Linked DNA regions of Sus scrofa: region 2 is linked to region 1. A link is a contact called in public Hi-C data. All regions are on one chromosome and are shown on one strand. The core of a region is the stretch at or near the end of the contact, and the rest is flanking DNA. Distances in the headings are between cores, read along the strand shown. Region 1 holds the start of C1H14orf166 (chromosome 1 open reading frame, human C14orf166). Region 2 holds the start of TXNDC16 (thioredoxin domain-containing protein 16).

The links. A called contact is a pair of places that touch in the nucleus more often than the background predicts.
Region 2: a contact with region 1 is called in a Hi-C map of liver, with 9 times the contacts expected there. The contact joins the promoter of TXNDC16 here to the promoter of C1H14orf166 in region 1. A contact is called at or near these places in 2 of 47 Hi-C or Micro-C datasets (heart right ventricle and liver).

The regions. Positions count from the first base shown.
Region 1 is chr1:181,677,430-181,685,323 of Sscrofa11.1, reverse strand. It overlaps C1H14orf166 (chromosome 1 open reading frame, human C14orf166), which reads right to left and starts at 3,956. Exons shown (of 8, transcript NM_001243494.1): 1 at 3,802-3,956; 2 at 1,538-1,662. The coding sequence starts at 3,862.
Region 2 is chr1:182,199,000-182,206,893 of Sscrofa11.1, reverse strand. TXNDC16 (thioredoxin domain-containing protein 16) reads left to right here and starts at 3,846. Exons shown (of 21, transcript XM_021102004.1): 1 at 3,846-4,224. It overlaps GPR137C (integral membrane protein GPR137C), which reads right to left and starts at 3,709. Exons shown (of 7, transcript XM_005659957.3): 1 at 2,961-3,709. The coding sequence starts at 3,386.

The sequences.
Region 1 (7,894 bases), core at 2,707-5,206:
TTACAAAAAAAATTTATCCCCCTGCTTATTAGTCATTATGCAAAAAGCAAATCCACCTTCTAAAGTAAAAAAAAAACAAAAAACAAAAAAAAACCCCACCCAAACCTGTCAGTATTAAAGATATTCAAAAAAGGTCTCCTGATCTAAGTCATTCTAAAAGAAGTTCCAAATGTGCTTTAAATAATGACATCATCATTCCAAAGAGACCATCTTGAAAGATAACATCTGCATAAGTTCCAATACATTAATCTTTAATTGATACTATTTTACTGTCACTTATGGGTGTTTTTATCATAAAGTTTTTTTATCTTAATGCCCTTCTGTATTGTCTTGTTCACGTGAATGAGCCATAAGATGTAACATAAGCAACTATAAAATCCTAACAATACATTTCAAGGTCTTAAGAAGCCTATTGAAATTTTCAAAAATACTTTTGAAGAGCAAAGGAAAAAAATCTGGTAGTAGCATTAATAAAAGTAGAGGCAGGGAAATTAATAAACCTTTACTATGAGGCAGGCACCTCAGTGAACAGGCACATAGGTATATATCATTCATTAACAATACATGCCACTCCTACAAGATAGGTACCACTGTTATCCCATTTATTAATAAAGTTGCCCATTGTCGAGAACTAGTGTGAACCTACATAATCCCCTAATTCATAAAATCTCTAAGGAAAAGTTAGGTACCTAAACACTCTGCTTCAGCAAATGAAAAATCCAGTCACATTTCATATTCTTAAAGATCTTACTCATCAAAGTAAAAGAGCTGATGAAAATGATTAATGTAAATACTGATATTGTAAAATGTGATTTTTTTTCTAATTTGAGAACAACTCTTTTCTGCAAAAATGATAGTAAAATTAAACTAAATCAATGGGAAAATCATTCCAGACACAAAAATAATTATTTTTTTAATCCAGATTTTTTTAGGATTATTTCCTTTGTACACATGGGACAACTCTGTATGTTAAATATAAGCATAAACAAGACATAATCTTAGTTTTCACACATGCCAATAATGTTTGTTTTGTTTTGTTCTTTTGGCTCCTACTGTGGCATATAAAAGTTCCTGGGCTAGGGAATGAATCCAAATCCAAGCCACAGCTGTGAGCTATGCTGCTGCAGAGACAATGCTGGATCCTTAACTTGCTGTACACAGCAGGAACTCCAACAATGCCTTGTTTTAATAAAATATTTAAGTGTATTTCTACTATATTTTTAATGTAAAAATTATGATTTTGGCCATTTTTACCACTTATAAAATATATATCTCTGTTTACTTAAGAAGCCTCAGTGTTTTGGAACAAAATTATTTCTAGCTAGTACTAAATACTTGATAGGAAGAGATAATATCATTTGCTTTAAAAACAGAAGAAATATGGAAAAGAAAAAAGTTAAATCCCTGAAATCTGGCTTTTCTAACACTGATCATTATTAAGTATTTTAGAAAAACAAGGAAATTTTAAGCTTGCTTGTCTTAGTACAATTTTTAGACAAGTTCTCTGTACTTTTAACTTTACTTTCTAATCCATTACCTTCTCAAAGAACTTGGGCCAGTCACTGCTGTGGATGTTTCTTAAATTACCTCTGTCTTCAATCTTGTAGTGTCTGATTTTCTGGTCTTCAAGCCAAACAATAAAGTTTCTAAATTCTGTTTCATCTGCAATAAAAACATGATATAAATCACTCAAAGCACTATAAGTAAAGCACTTCCTTTTCCAAAAATAAATAGTCTTATGGAATTTTTTTAACTCCAAAATAGTAAGTTACTTGAGCTGCTTGATGTAGGAGCTGAAAGTGCAGACTTTGGTTTTTTTTTTTTTTTTTTTTTTTGGTCTTTTTGCCATTTTTTTGGGCCTCTCCCGCAGCATATGGAGGTTCCCAGGCTAGGGGTCGAATCGGAGCTGTAGCCGCCGGCCTATGCCAGAGCCACAGCAACGCAGGATCCGAGCCGCATCTGCAACCTACAGCACAGCTCACGGCAACGCCGGATCCTTAACCCACTGAGCAAGGGCAGAGACCGAACCCGCAACCTCATGGTTCCTAGTAGGATTCGTTTACCACAGCGCCACGACAGGAACTCCTGAAAGTGCAGACTTTGAATTAACAGATCTAAAAAATGTTCTGTTCCTATCCTGGCCTGAATTCAAATTCTGACTACACACATCTTGTGATTATGTGAACTTAGGCTAATTACCTAAATTTCTTGTGCCTCAGACTCCTGAGTTACAAAACGGGGGGAGGGAGGCGGGGGGGGGGGGAATAACAGGACTTACCTCACAGGGCTGTTATGAAGGTTAAGTAAATTATTTAAAGATTAAAAGTATCTGGCACATAGTTTTGCTATTAAAATATCAGTTATTTTCCAAGTTCCTTTGGGGAAGGGAGGAGGAAGAATTGGAAAACATTAAATTTACAGCAATAATAAAGTACAAGAAATTAAAGGATGGTTTTCCCATGTGGCTCAACAGGTTAAGACCTGACGTTTTTGTGAAGATTCGATTCAATCCCTGGCCTTGCTCAGTGGATTAAGGATCCAGCATTGGCACAACCTGAGGCATAGGCTGCAGATGTGGCTCAGATCTGGTATTGCCGTGGCTGTGGTGTAGGCTGGTAGCTGCAGCTCTGATTCAACAGCTAGCCTGGGAACTTCCATATGCCACAGATGCAGCAGTAAAAAGAAGGGGGGGGGGATGTCAAATTAAATGATAAATACAAAGGCGATACAGTCAACTACTACTGTTTACTATTACAGCATATTAAAACCATTCATGAAAAAGTTCATAGGTGTTCATGTACCTCACATTCTCTTGCGGTAGGAATATCCTTATCGCACAAGTGTGAAAATTGAGGCTCAAAGATTTGAAATCCAGCTCTAAGCTCTACTGCCTTGAACCTTTTTTGTTAAATAAAAGGCAAAGTAGAAAAACAAGAGTCTATAAATTGACATGCTTCTACAGGAGATCAACAAAACACTGTTAGACTGCTTGGAAATTATTTTCAATTTCAAAATTCAAGCTGGAATTCAAATTATGAAGTCTTGAGAATTTCACCATCTTCTGAACATGCCAGGTTGTACTTGAACACTTTCAAACTTACTAGTCTACTACAGGCTAAGAATTCTGGAAAAAAAACAAGTAGTGGTGGGTAGTAGCTGTGTAACAGTGGGGTAGCAATCTTAATACTTTTTTTTCTTCTACAATTTTAACACTGTGAAATCCCAAATACCTTCGTATTTACAATTCAACCGCCCCATTCAGCTGCTGCTAACTTTTTTTGCACGACCCACACACTGTAATTAGCCCGTTATTATACGCGTGTATCCCAACACTGCCAGCCCAGGACCTCATTAACATTTGAGCTCAAACTGCTCGGTGGGTTCTCACTGCCCACCCCGACCCCTTAGTTCCTGGCAGGCAGTGAACTAACTGGTGTTCAAGTTACGCCGCATCTTCCTCGGATTCCAGCACTGCGCTGGCCCCCAGCAGGTGCTCACGGCGTCACCCTGTGACCCGGCAACCAGCGCATTGAGGGCTAAGAGAAAAAAAGACTTTCCCTCTAGAGAGCTGAGGGTGCGGGCAGGAGGTGAGAGTGGTGTCCGGAGTTTAGCAAGGACACAAAGAACGGGTGACGGGGCTCTGAAGCCAAGGAAGCTTCAGGTGCCCGGCGGGTGGGAGAAGATAAGTCCCGGGGAGACAAGGCCGCGAACGGCCCGGGTAGCGTGCCCGGATGCCGGCGCCGAGGGAGCGGTGGCCCGCGGGGTCACTGACACGCGGCCGGCCCAAGGCCGCCGCCTCACCTTTGCAGTTGAAGCCAGCAGGATTGTGGTAGTCGAGGGCCGTCAGCTTGCGTCGGAACATGGTCCCAGTCTGCTCGCTCCGGTCCCCGGTCTTCAGCCGGGAGGGGAGAACCGAGGAAGAGCGAGCGGCGCAGGCACCGACGACGCGGCGAGAGGGCGTCGGGAGCCGGGACGCTCCGAAATGACGGCGGCCTTAGCCAATCCTGGCTTTAGGATCGGCAGCCGCCGGCCAATGCCCACCAATCGTAGCTCCGGTTGGGGAGGCGGGGCCACGTTGAGGCACGTCGACGCTCAAATAAACTTTATTGTCAGCTTACTAGTTGTGCATTAGGCAGAATGCAACTTAGTGGCCGGTTACCTGTTGTTTTCCTCGCGGTGTTGATACACCCCGCAGAGCACGGTATACTTAGATTCTGCTATCGCCATGCCTCTTATTGAATCGTATAATCTGTTTAGTATTTTCAGCGTATTCACCCATTCATTGAATTATTACATGCCTCCTTCTAACGCTGCTAATAAAAAAGACTTTTTAGCAAGGTCCCTTTCTCACTAAGTAGGGAGTGATCGACAGGTAAACAAACAAATATAATACTGTATAATAGTTCCAGACATCACTAGCAGCTATGGAATCTTGAAGCCAAAAACCTGGACTTATCCTTCACTCCCTATCAACCTCAATTACAACATCCAATACTTCATTAATTCATGCTGTTCTGTCTCTCATGTCTTTCTCAAATCCCTCTCCTCCTCCCAACCTCACTGATGCTACCTCAAATCAGGCCTTCATCATTTTTGCTTATTCTATCTTATTTCTTAGGGCCAGTCTTGCTTTTTCCAATCCTCCCAACTCCACTCCCACCATCACAGTCAGCAATGATAGTGATTTTCTGAAACAAAAACCTGTTCATTACCGTTTAATGCTTAGTATCCTTTTGTGGGTTCCTGCTGCCTTTGAAATAATCAAAACTTCAATTTATATATTAATATGCTTCTTCATTCCCCCAATCTGCATTCATACACTGGAGAGACAGCAGTGAGCAAGACCTACCAGGCCCGTACTCTCCTGAAGTTTAAAAGGTTGTTGAGGGAAGACAAAACAAACAAGTCTGAACTATGGCTTGAAGATGGTGAGGAGTTTGCCATACCATCAAAAGGGTAGCTTGCATTGAGGGAAGAAGACATACAAAGTAAAGGAGTGAACAGCAGCTGGGCCAGAGTGGCTAGAGCTTATGGAAGTTGGAGGGTAGAAGAGAATGACAGTGGATGAGACTTAGCCAAAGACCAGGGCCTGATCAAAAACGACCTTTCATGCCATGCTAAGGGGAGCTATTGATGTTCTTGGAGGCAAGCCAACTTTATATGCTTCATTTTATTTCAACAGATTATAATTAAACACTGTGCTGGTACTTGTGGGCCATACAAATGAGTGAGATATTTTCAGGATATTCAAGTATAAAAGCAAAATTAGACATGTAAATAAATACTTATAATCTAGAGTTAGAAAGTGATAAATAACGAGAAGTACAAAGTGTGCTTTCAGGTCAGAATACAGCTTTAAGGAGGCACTGTGAGACAGTCTGTATTTTCCAAATAAGATGCCTACTGATTGAATCAAAAAATCAGCTCCAGTGAGTTCCTTTTGTGGCTCAGAAGTAACAAACCCGACTAGTATCCATGAGGATGACGATTTGCTTCCTGGCCCTGCTCAGTGGGTTAATGATCCAGTGTTGCCCTGAGCTGTGGTGTAGGTCAAAGATGCAGCTTGGATCCCACATTGCTGAGGCTGTGGTGTAGGCCAGCTGCTGCAGCTCCAGTTTGACCCCTAGCCAGGGAACATCCATATACTGCCCTAAAAAGCAAAAAAAAAAAAAAAAAAAAAAAAAACCAAAAAACGAAACAACAACAACAAAAACAGAAAAAAGAAAAAAGCTGTAATATACCATGGTATATGCTAGCTATATAGTTAACAAAATACTAGCCAAAAAATACGAAGAAATATGAACCAGTCAAGGAAGGGGAAATAATAAAGGAATGCTTATATGCAATTGCAGATAATGTTATTTCTTTAAAAAGTGGGGGAAAGCAGGAATTCCCACTGTGGCAGAGTGGGTTAAGAATCCAACTGCAGCAGCTCAGGTCAATGTGGAGGGATGGGTTTGATCCCCAACCCAGTGCAGTGGGTTAAAGGATCCAGCGTTGCCACAGCTGCAGCATAGGTCAAAGTTGCGGCTCAGATTCACTACCTGGCCTAGGAACTTCCATATACCACAAGTGCAGCCATAAAAATAAATAAATAAAATTTTTTAAAAAAGAGTAGGAAAAAGTGATTTTAAATTTTTTCCTGGAATTGATACTTTAATGTAAAAAAAAAACAAAAAAACCTCAGTTGTTTGTTCCTGACCTTGTATCTCTATTTCAGAGCCCTAAATGATCAGGTACTTGAAACTCTCTTGTCATCACCCCCAGGTGTGAGGAGGTTGGAAGAGGATGTAGACATGAGGAATGCTGCAAGGGACCACCAGACTTGAGCAGAGGACAAAGCTTTTTTTTTTTTTAATGATTTTTATGTTTTCCATTATAGTTTATTTACAGTGTTCTGTCAATTTCTACTGTACAGCAAAGTGACTCATATATATACTATATATATGTAATACATATTTATATATAATACACATATGTTCTTTTTCTCATCCTCCATCATGTTCCATCACAAGTGACTGGATATAGTTCCCTGTGCTCTATAGCAGGATCTCATTGCCTATCCACTCCAAATGCAATAGTTTGCATCTATTAACCCCAAGCTCCCAGTCTATCCCACACCCTCCCCCTTGGCAACCACAAGTCTGTTCTCCAAGTCCATGAGTTTCTTTTCGGTGGAAAGGTTCATTTGTGCCATATATTAGATATAGGTGATATCATTGGCATTTGTCTTTCTCTTTCAGACTGACTTCACTTAGTATGAGAGTCTCTAGTTCCATCCATGTTGCTGCAAATAGCATTATTTTGTTCTTTTGTATGGCTGAGTAGTATTCTATGGTGTGTATGGACCACATCTTAATCCATTCCTCTGTCGATGGACATTTCGGTTGTTTCCATGTCTTGGCTGTTGTGAATAATGTTGCAATGAACATAGGGGTGTATGTGCCTTTTTCAATGAAAGTTTTATCTGGATAGATGCCCAAGAGTGGAACTGCTGGGTCATATGGTAGTTCTATATTTAGTTTTTTGAGGTACCTCCATACTGTTTTTCATAGTGGTTGTACCAATTTACATTCCTACCAACAGTGTAGGACAGTACCCTTTTCTCCATGCCCTCTCCAGCATTTCTTATTTGTTAACTTGTTAACGATGGCCATTCTGACTGGTGTGAGGTGGTACCTCATAGTAATTTTGATTTGCATTTCTCTAATAAGCAGGGATGTTGAGCATTTTTTCGTGTGTCTGTTGGCTATCTGGATGTCTTCTTTGGCGAAATGTCTATTCAGCTCTTTTGCTGATTTTTCAGTTAGGTCGTTGGTTTTTCTGCTGTTGAGTTGTATAAGTTTGTATACTTTAGAGGTTAAGCCCTTGTCAGTTGCATTGTTTGAAACTATTTTCTCCCATTCCCTAGGTTGTCTTTATTTTTTTTTTATGGTTTCCTTTGCTGTGAAAAATCTTTTCAGTTTGATTAGGTCCCATTGGTTTATTTTTGCTTTTATTTCTGTTGCCCTGGGAAACATGACCTAAGAAAACATTTGTATGCTTTATATAAGAGAATGTTTTGCTAATGTTCTCTTCCAGGAGCTTGATGGTGTCTTGCCTTACAGTTAAGTCTTTAAGCCATTTTGAGTTTATTTTTGTGCATGGTGTGAGGGTGTATTCTAGTTTCATTGATTTACATGCAGCTGTCCAGGTTTCCCAGCAATACTTGCTGAAAAGACTATCTTTTTCTTGCCTCCTTTGTTGAAGGTTAATTGACCATAGGTGTCTGGGTTTATCTCTGGGTTCTCTATTCTGTTCCATTGGTCTGTATGTCTGTTTTGGTACCAGTACCACACTGTCTTGATTACTGTAGCTTTGCAATATTGCCTGAAGTCTGGGAGAGTTATGCCTC
Region 2 (7,894 bases), core at 2,597-5,096, 520 kb before region 1:
GTCAAAAATAAAATGAAATTGATATTTAATATGACAGATAGTAAAAAGAGCGATTTGGTAATCAAGAAGCACAACTATTCAAAACAGATATTAAGAGCCTTCGGTTTAAAAAAAATCAAATGTTAAGTTTTGTATTTTTCACCATATAGACTTTCTCTAACACTTTGCTATAATACAAAGAACTCTTTGATAAAGCTTCATTCATTCAGAATGACAAACAGAAAGTGTACTTCCAGTTACTTGGAATTGATATAAAATTTGATTTTGGAGTTCCCACTCTGCAGCAGCAGGTTTAAGGCTCTAGTATTGCCACTGCTGTAGGGTAGGTTGCAGCTACAGTTCAGATTTGATCCCTGGCCCCAGGAACTTCCGTATGACACAGGTGCGGAAAAAAAAAGAAAAAAAATTTGATTTTTTTTTTTTTTTTTTTGGCCATGTCTGCTGTGGCATGTGGAAGTTCCTGAGCCAGGAATCAGGGATCGAACCTGTGTCACCTCAGTGGCCCAAGGACTGCAGTGGCAATGTCAGATCCTTAACCTGTTGTGCCACAAGGGAACTCCTCACTTAAGGAGTTATACTCTTTTAAATAGAGACTTCCTTGTGTTTTTAAATTTAATTTTTTTAGTGAATAGAGAAATGATTTCTGGTTAAAAATGTATCTTTAAATGGGTTGAAAGTTTATATTTATAAGCATAGCTATGCATCTTAAAACTGTTAATTTTATTATAAAAAGACAAGTATAGACAACCTACACTCTTTCTAGGAGACACTGCAAAAGATAAAAAGCTTTAGACAAGCTTCTTTCTAAATGAGATTTCCAAGGTTAATAGAATGTATTGCTTTCTAAAAAGTACATTACACATACAAGAGATCCATGTAACAGGAAGACTTTTAGACATTTAAATTCTTCCTCGCTAGCTTAGAATAACAAGTGATCGAAAAGTCTGAAAACTCAATCCGGATATTGTGTAGTTTATGCTGTACAGGTATATTTTAGAATTTTGAACTTAAAATATAGATTTTTTTTTTCCTATTGTGATAATGTTTAGTCACTTTGTGTTTACCTCAGGGTGAGAGGTATGACTGGGAGAGGGCACAAGGTGGCCTTCTGGTGCACTAAAAATGTTGCACACCTTAGTCTGGGAGCGTATGCATATGTAAAATTTCACCTAGCTGTATACTTAAGCTTTATATATTTTCTGGTGGGATATGTTCTATTTCCAAAAAAAAGTAAAAAGAGTGTTTAGCTACTTTATGAAATATCCACCAACTATTTTACAATTAATTACTAATAAGATTTTATAAATCAAAAGGTATAGGGGAGAAACAAATTATCTGATTGATACTCATGATGTAAGGATTGCTAGTCACTCTGAGGTAAATAATATCTGAAGCTAGAGGAAAGCTTTACTGATGAGATGTCACTGGTAGTCTATCAGAAATTGTGTTAGGAAGAATGCAATGTATCAGTTTAGCTATAAAGGATAGAGGTGTTATAACAGCTTAACAACTAGAAGATCAGGACACCTTCAAATAAGTGACATGACAACAGCATGTTTATTTGATTTATGATTACCTACGCTTTTTATTTCTGCTTATTGTTTTGGTTTTTGTCATTGTATTGCTTGGACTTCCAAATGATGGGGCATTCAAGTTGAATTTGTTACATACTCTGAATTGTTGTTTTTAGCAGAGTTAAAAGCTGAAGTTATGACTGTTCTTTTAAAATTATGCATTCTACTTCCTAGCTATTAGGAGTGAAAAGAGTTGGTTTACGCAGGAAATATAAACACTTAATCTGCCTCAATTTTTTTTAACTTTTGTTCATAACTATGTTAATTCTCATCACCTCCAAAAGCCTTTGAGAGGATTAGCTGCAGAGACCAATATTGTTCTATATTAGTCAGTATTAAGCATATGATGTCATCTTGTTTCCTCCCCGCCTCAAGCTTTTTTTTTTTTTTTCCAGAGGGGAGGGGAGGGGGGATTTTTTTTTTTTTTTTTTTTTTGCAATTCTCAAAATTCCTTAGCTTAAATACCACTAGCTGGCACACATGATTGACAACCTTACACTCTCAAACCTGTTTGAAATGGGTCAAATACCTAAGTGCTGCAGAACAATGCAATCCAACCAGCAATTCCTCAAGAAAGAGAAAGGGGGTGTGATTAGGTTCCAGCTATTAAGCAACTTATTGCAAAAACAGTTTGGTGGTTTGTTTCTGTAACAGGCGCAGGCTAAGCTAATATTTTATCTCTTAATTAGCTTAAACAAACAAACAAACAAAACCCAGGCTGCAAAAAGATAAGATAAATACCCAAAGCATGAAGCGACTGGGGCAAACACTGGGATTTTTTTACGGAGGTCTTTATACTGACCCTCCGCTTTGGTTATTGATAATTAACCCCGCCGGGGAACCAACGAAAGGAATCTGTGTGAGGCTTATCGAGCCACGGGAAAGGAGAGGCAGGAGGGAATATAAGCTTCTAATAAAAGAAACGCAGCAACAATAGCAGAGGAACAGCTCTGCCTGGTGACGTAATGGCTGGCAGCAGTCCAGCTTCAGCAGAGCTGCTGCTACCTCAGCATCCAACCTCTCTCAACACAGTCCAGCTTCGGCAGAGCTACCGGGGCTGCTACTTCTTGCGATGCCACTTTGTTGGTACCACCGATACCTTCCCTTACAGGGCCAGGACGCCGAACAAAGGCTGGTCCTGCTCTCTTAAGTTGTCGGAACACACTCTCACTCACTCATCCCCCTCCAAGCCCTTCAGTCGCCGAGCCGATCGGCGGCTCAAGTTTAGGGCGAGAAGCCTGGCACACAATCCGGGCGTACCTCAGTCTCCCCGGGCGACTCTCGGTCCGCACCTCCCTACCCCAGCCCCCACCGGTCCCTAGCCCAAGTTGAAAGCTGCGGCCCCGTTCTCCCGCCCGGCCCAGCGTGCCGGTCCTCCCGCCTTACCTCCGCCAGGTAGAGGTTGAGGAGACAGAGCGTGGAGAACTGGAGACAGGAGGGGAAGCAGTAGAGCAGCCAGTGGGGGAAGAAGTGCAGGTGAGCGGGCGGCCGGAGCAGGGGCAGGGAGCCGCTGAGCGAGAAGGCGGCGGAGAAAAGGGTGGTCCTGAGCGCTGCCCACAGGAGACAGAGAAAGAGGCAGAGGCTCTGGTAACTCAGGCGCCGCTCGCGATACAGGAGCAGCCGCCACAGCTGCAGGTAGGCAAAGGCGAAGAGAGCGGCGTAGAGCAGGGCGTGCAGGATGCTCAGCGCCAACTGTACCGAGCCCGGCACCGCGGCGCCTGAGGCAGCAGCGACGGCGCCTCCGCCTCCGCCGCTCCCGCCGGGCGTCGAGGGCTCGCGGCTGGCCGCCGGACCCGGCACGGACACCCTCATGAGGGGGTTGTGGGGCGGGCGAGGGAGCGCGGGAAGGAAGGGGCCGGACTCGGAGCCGCCGTCGAGGGGAAGAAGGATGACTCCCTGACCCCCCACCCACCCCAACCTCCAACCCCAGGAAGCGCCGTGACAGGACCTGGAGCCCCGCGGAGAGCAGCCGCGGCTCCCCGGACCCCGCCTCCTCTCCCCGCCCCACCCCCCCGGGGGTCTCTGCTCCTCCTGCAGCGGCTCCGCTCGGTAGCTGCAAAAAACAACTCTCGGCTGGAGACAATCAGCTGAGAAACCCGAGCATTTGAGGCGCTCGCTCCGCACCGTGGGCTCGCGCGGATTGGCCCAGGTGGGCACGCCCCCTGCGCGCCGCACTCGGAAGACTACAGGCGGCAGGACCCGTCGCTCCAGGGTCTCACGATCTGATTGGACGCTTCCTTTCTCCGCTTTCTCCCTCCTCTTCACTTCCCACCCACACTGTCGATTGGCCCAGCAACTGCGCTGCCCGCTCGCGCCGGCGGGCGGACTAGGTTGTGGCCTGTCACTGGGGCTTCTCTCACTCCTCCCCCTGCGCTTCCCTTTGGCTGGAGAGGCCTCACGTAAGGCCCACGAGGAGAGGGAGGAGCTTCGCGGCTTGTTTTTTCCCTGCCGGCTGATACAGCCGAGCTGTGGTGGCTGCAGGCGTGGAGGGCGGGAGCGCTGCAAACTCGCAGGTGTGGGGAGCGGTTCGGTGCAGCGAAGCAAGCGGGGCATGACCCCGCCTTCTGCTTCTTCTCTTTCAAGTGGCGGGAACTGTCGGCCAGCCGTCCGGGTCCCAGCCCGCAGGTCTTGTCCTCCGGTCTCCGAGTAGGTAGGTGGCAGCGCCGCTCCTACAGGCGACGGGCTGTGGTTTCTGCCTGCAGAGATTCAGCCCTGGTGGCTCTTCCCCGGCAGGGGCCGCACCGGCTAACTCTGGAGTTTGGCTTAAAAGGGGCCTCACCTAGATCCTTCTTTAGAGACGTTTTTGTTTCTTCTCCCCCCCGCCCCCCGGGGGCGTGAGCGGCAGTTAAAACGTGAGCCCTTCGTGGGGAGGGGGCAAGGGATGAGGCGAAGGCTGAACAGAAGCGCTAAAAGACCCTTTCATCCCTCGGGAAATGTCCCAGAAAAAAGAGTGATACTAGGATGAGATGGATATGGACGCGATCTCCGAGTAGGGGAAGGTGGGTCTTTGAAACTTCGAATTTGAAAAGATGCTGTAGGCATAAGTTCAGTCAACCAGGCAGAAACAGAATTATAAGCCTTTGATGAATGTCTGGAGAGGAAAAAGAATAGTCTGTGCTTCTTAAATTCCCCATGTATTCCTTCAAGCCTTGGTCTGGTATGGGGTGGATGGCTGCGCTATTTTTAGGGCTCAGAGAGATACAAAACAAATGCTGTATGTCACATGCTGCTGAAAATTAGTGAAAATAAATAGATCTAAATAGATCTTCCACGTATATTGAACTAATATTTATTGACTTTTTTTGGGAAGGTGTTTGGTAAGGAAAAGAGCAAAGTAGTGCAAAGCGATGAGAGAATAATTTGTGTTCCCCTTAGAATGGGTGGCACATCCAAATTAAGTATCCCCGTGAAAGACTGTTAGATTTGCTGGTGCAGCCAAGACTCAGCCTTTCCTAACTCACTATTCTAAGGAGAGTGTTGGTACCTTCTTTCCTAGCTACCTGATCCACGGGGGACTTAAAAGTTTCTCGTGTTCCAGGTTCTGGGACAGAAGTTCACTCAGGCACCAGATGCTGCTCTGTTCTGGGTTCTGTGTAGGTGTGCTGACAAACTGTGATATACATTTAGGCGCTATTATCTGAAATCCCTCTGATAAACATTCAGCTGAGCAGGTTGTGTGGTGCAGGCTAAGGGTACAGCTTGGCTGTAAGAGGTTAACAGGCCTAATCCAACATCAAGGCTGTAAAGAAGGATCTCAGATTTATTGGAATTTAAGACATTTGCCTCATGGATTCTTAGAGAATGTGGTTAGAGCAGTACATAGTTCAGTTTGAAAGGGGCCGGAGTACCATTGGCCCCAGTGAGTTAACTGATTGCAGTTATGTACTTTAGCGGATATATTGAGCATGAACTGAGAGTTATATTCTTTTAGGCACTTGTCAAAATCAGGAAAGCATCGTATTCTCTGGCATGGTGTATTTTTTTTTAATCTTCCATAATCGGTGAATTAGTTCCTGAGTAGGTTTGCACCATGAAGAGTTTTTTCTTTTTTTCCTATATTCTCTACTCAAAGGGAGAGTAAACGACATCTGGATGGTACCTATACTAGGTACTAGTTTCAGATCTTTGCTAAAAAACCTTTGAAACTTTTTATTCCTGAGTCATAGCAAATCCAGATAGTTGCTTTTTTTCTCCTTTTGTGGGGGGCATTGTATGGGGGTGCAAATAGAAGATTTTGCCACAATCACCCTGAGAGAACTCAAATGGAGAGATATTAACTCCTTTTATTGCCTCCTTTGGGGCTTAAATGATAAGCTATGATGAGATCTAATTAACATTTTATTTGAGGCTGGTTCAGTGAGCAGGTTCTGTTCTCCAAAAGCAGCATTAAATTGTAAGTAAGCTAATTTTTGACAGAATGTTCTTTTAGGAACTTTGTAAACATTATATGCCCCATTTGTTGCAGAATATGAAATGTATCTTTTCCCAGAAAATGATGCCTACAGATCTTGGTGTAATTTGTTTAATGTTTACAGTTGTTAATTTTCTTTCTTGAGATAGGAAACCATTTGTTTTATGTTTAATCATAAGGGAAATTTAGGCCTTTAAAAGACAACTTAACCAAAGGTCTTCTAGAAAAGCTTGTTCCTACATAATCTAAAATCTGAAATGTGTCCAAATGCACAGTGGTTGAATATTGTTGTTCTGGTAGGGCAGATTACTCGAGCACAATGGTCTTTCCAACATTTAAAAGAAGAACTGGGAGTTCCCATTGTGGCACAGTGGTAACGAACCCAAGTAGTATCCATGAGGACATAGGTTCCATATCTGGCCCCCCCTTAGTGGGTTAAGGATCCGTCGTTGCGTAGGCTGTGTTGTAGGCTGACAGCTGCAGCGCTGATTAGACCCCTAGCCTGGGAACTTCCATATGCCATGAGTGTGGCCCTAAAAAGACCAAAAAAAAGGAGCTGTTTGCCAGTTGTTGTTATACATGGGACCTAATCCCAAAATGGAATTGCTCTACCTGAAGAGGACTGCCAGCTGCTCCACATGCACAGAAAGGCACATTCTTGATCCTCGCACTGGCAGGATGATCAGTGGTTTTTTCTAAGTACTTCCTCCTTGTTGCTCTTGGGGGCTGAGCAGAACTAACTTTTCTTGTCCTTAGCATTGCCTTTTATTTACAACTTTTAGCCCTTTTTGTACTTTAGCCTCATTCATTCATTCTTGGAGTGCTTCTTCTCCTCCTGTCCTTAGTTAAATGTTTTATTTTTTTAAATGTTTAACACATTTTTTCTAACTTTTAAATGACTTGTGCATGCGTACTTGTTTGTAGAGTTTAGGGATGAGACAAAAGTGACATCTTGCTCTGATTAGAGCTGCCAGGAGCATTATACTGAAGAACTGAGGGCTCCTTCCAGGCCCAAAGGGTAAGAATCAGCACTTAGTTGGGAGATGTCTATGTGTAGTATTGGCAAACATTTGCCTAGGGCTCCCATTTTCTTTTGATATTGGCACCTGTTGTGATGACAGTGAGCTGCATTTTATAGGGTCACCTTTCCTTTTAGAAAATTCCTAAAGTGAAACTGGGTCAATTTCTTGTGAATTCTTTGAAATAGACTGCTTTAAAATCTAGGATATATATGTATGTTCAAGTCCCTTTCCTTTTAGCTGTTACTAAAACAAACAGGGCTAGGATGGGTTATACTGTAATAATAACCCTAAAGCTTCAGAGGTTTGAAACATTTATACTGAGTAGGCTGGGAGCATATCCCTATGTTGCCCACTTCCTGAGACTTGGTTCAACAGAGAAGGCCTCAGTTTTTACTGTTTTCAATCATAGAAGACAACAAGTGTGTCATGCTTCACGACATGGTGACTCTTAAAAGGGTCTGGAAATTGCCTATGTCGCTTTGCACATTTCATGGGCCAAATCAAGTTACGGCTATACCTAACTCAAGGAAGTGGGGAAAGATTTTAACATGTGTAGAGAACTGGAAACATTTGGACCATTTATCCTTTTTGTCAACGGATATTCTCCTTCCTACATGTACTTCATCCTTGGCCCTTCCCAGTGGAGATAACCCCCAAATCCCATCCAGTCACCGTGTCAAGCTCCAAGTCTCAGATCTCTGAGTAATGCCCAGCAGCCATAATCTCTGGTAATCTGTATCAGTCTGGACATTATAAATTATCTGTCTCCACACCTTGTCGAATGCATAGAGTAGTGTAGGGAAAGATAACTATAATAAGTGTTCCCGTTTGGAGAGGAGAAGCATGGGAGACATATATGAGACTGTGGACTTTCACAGCTTTGTTGT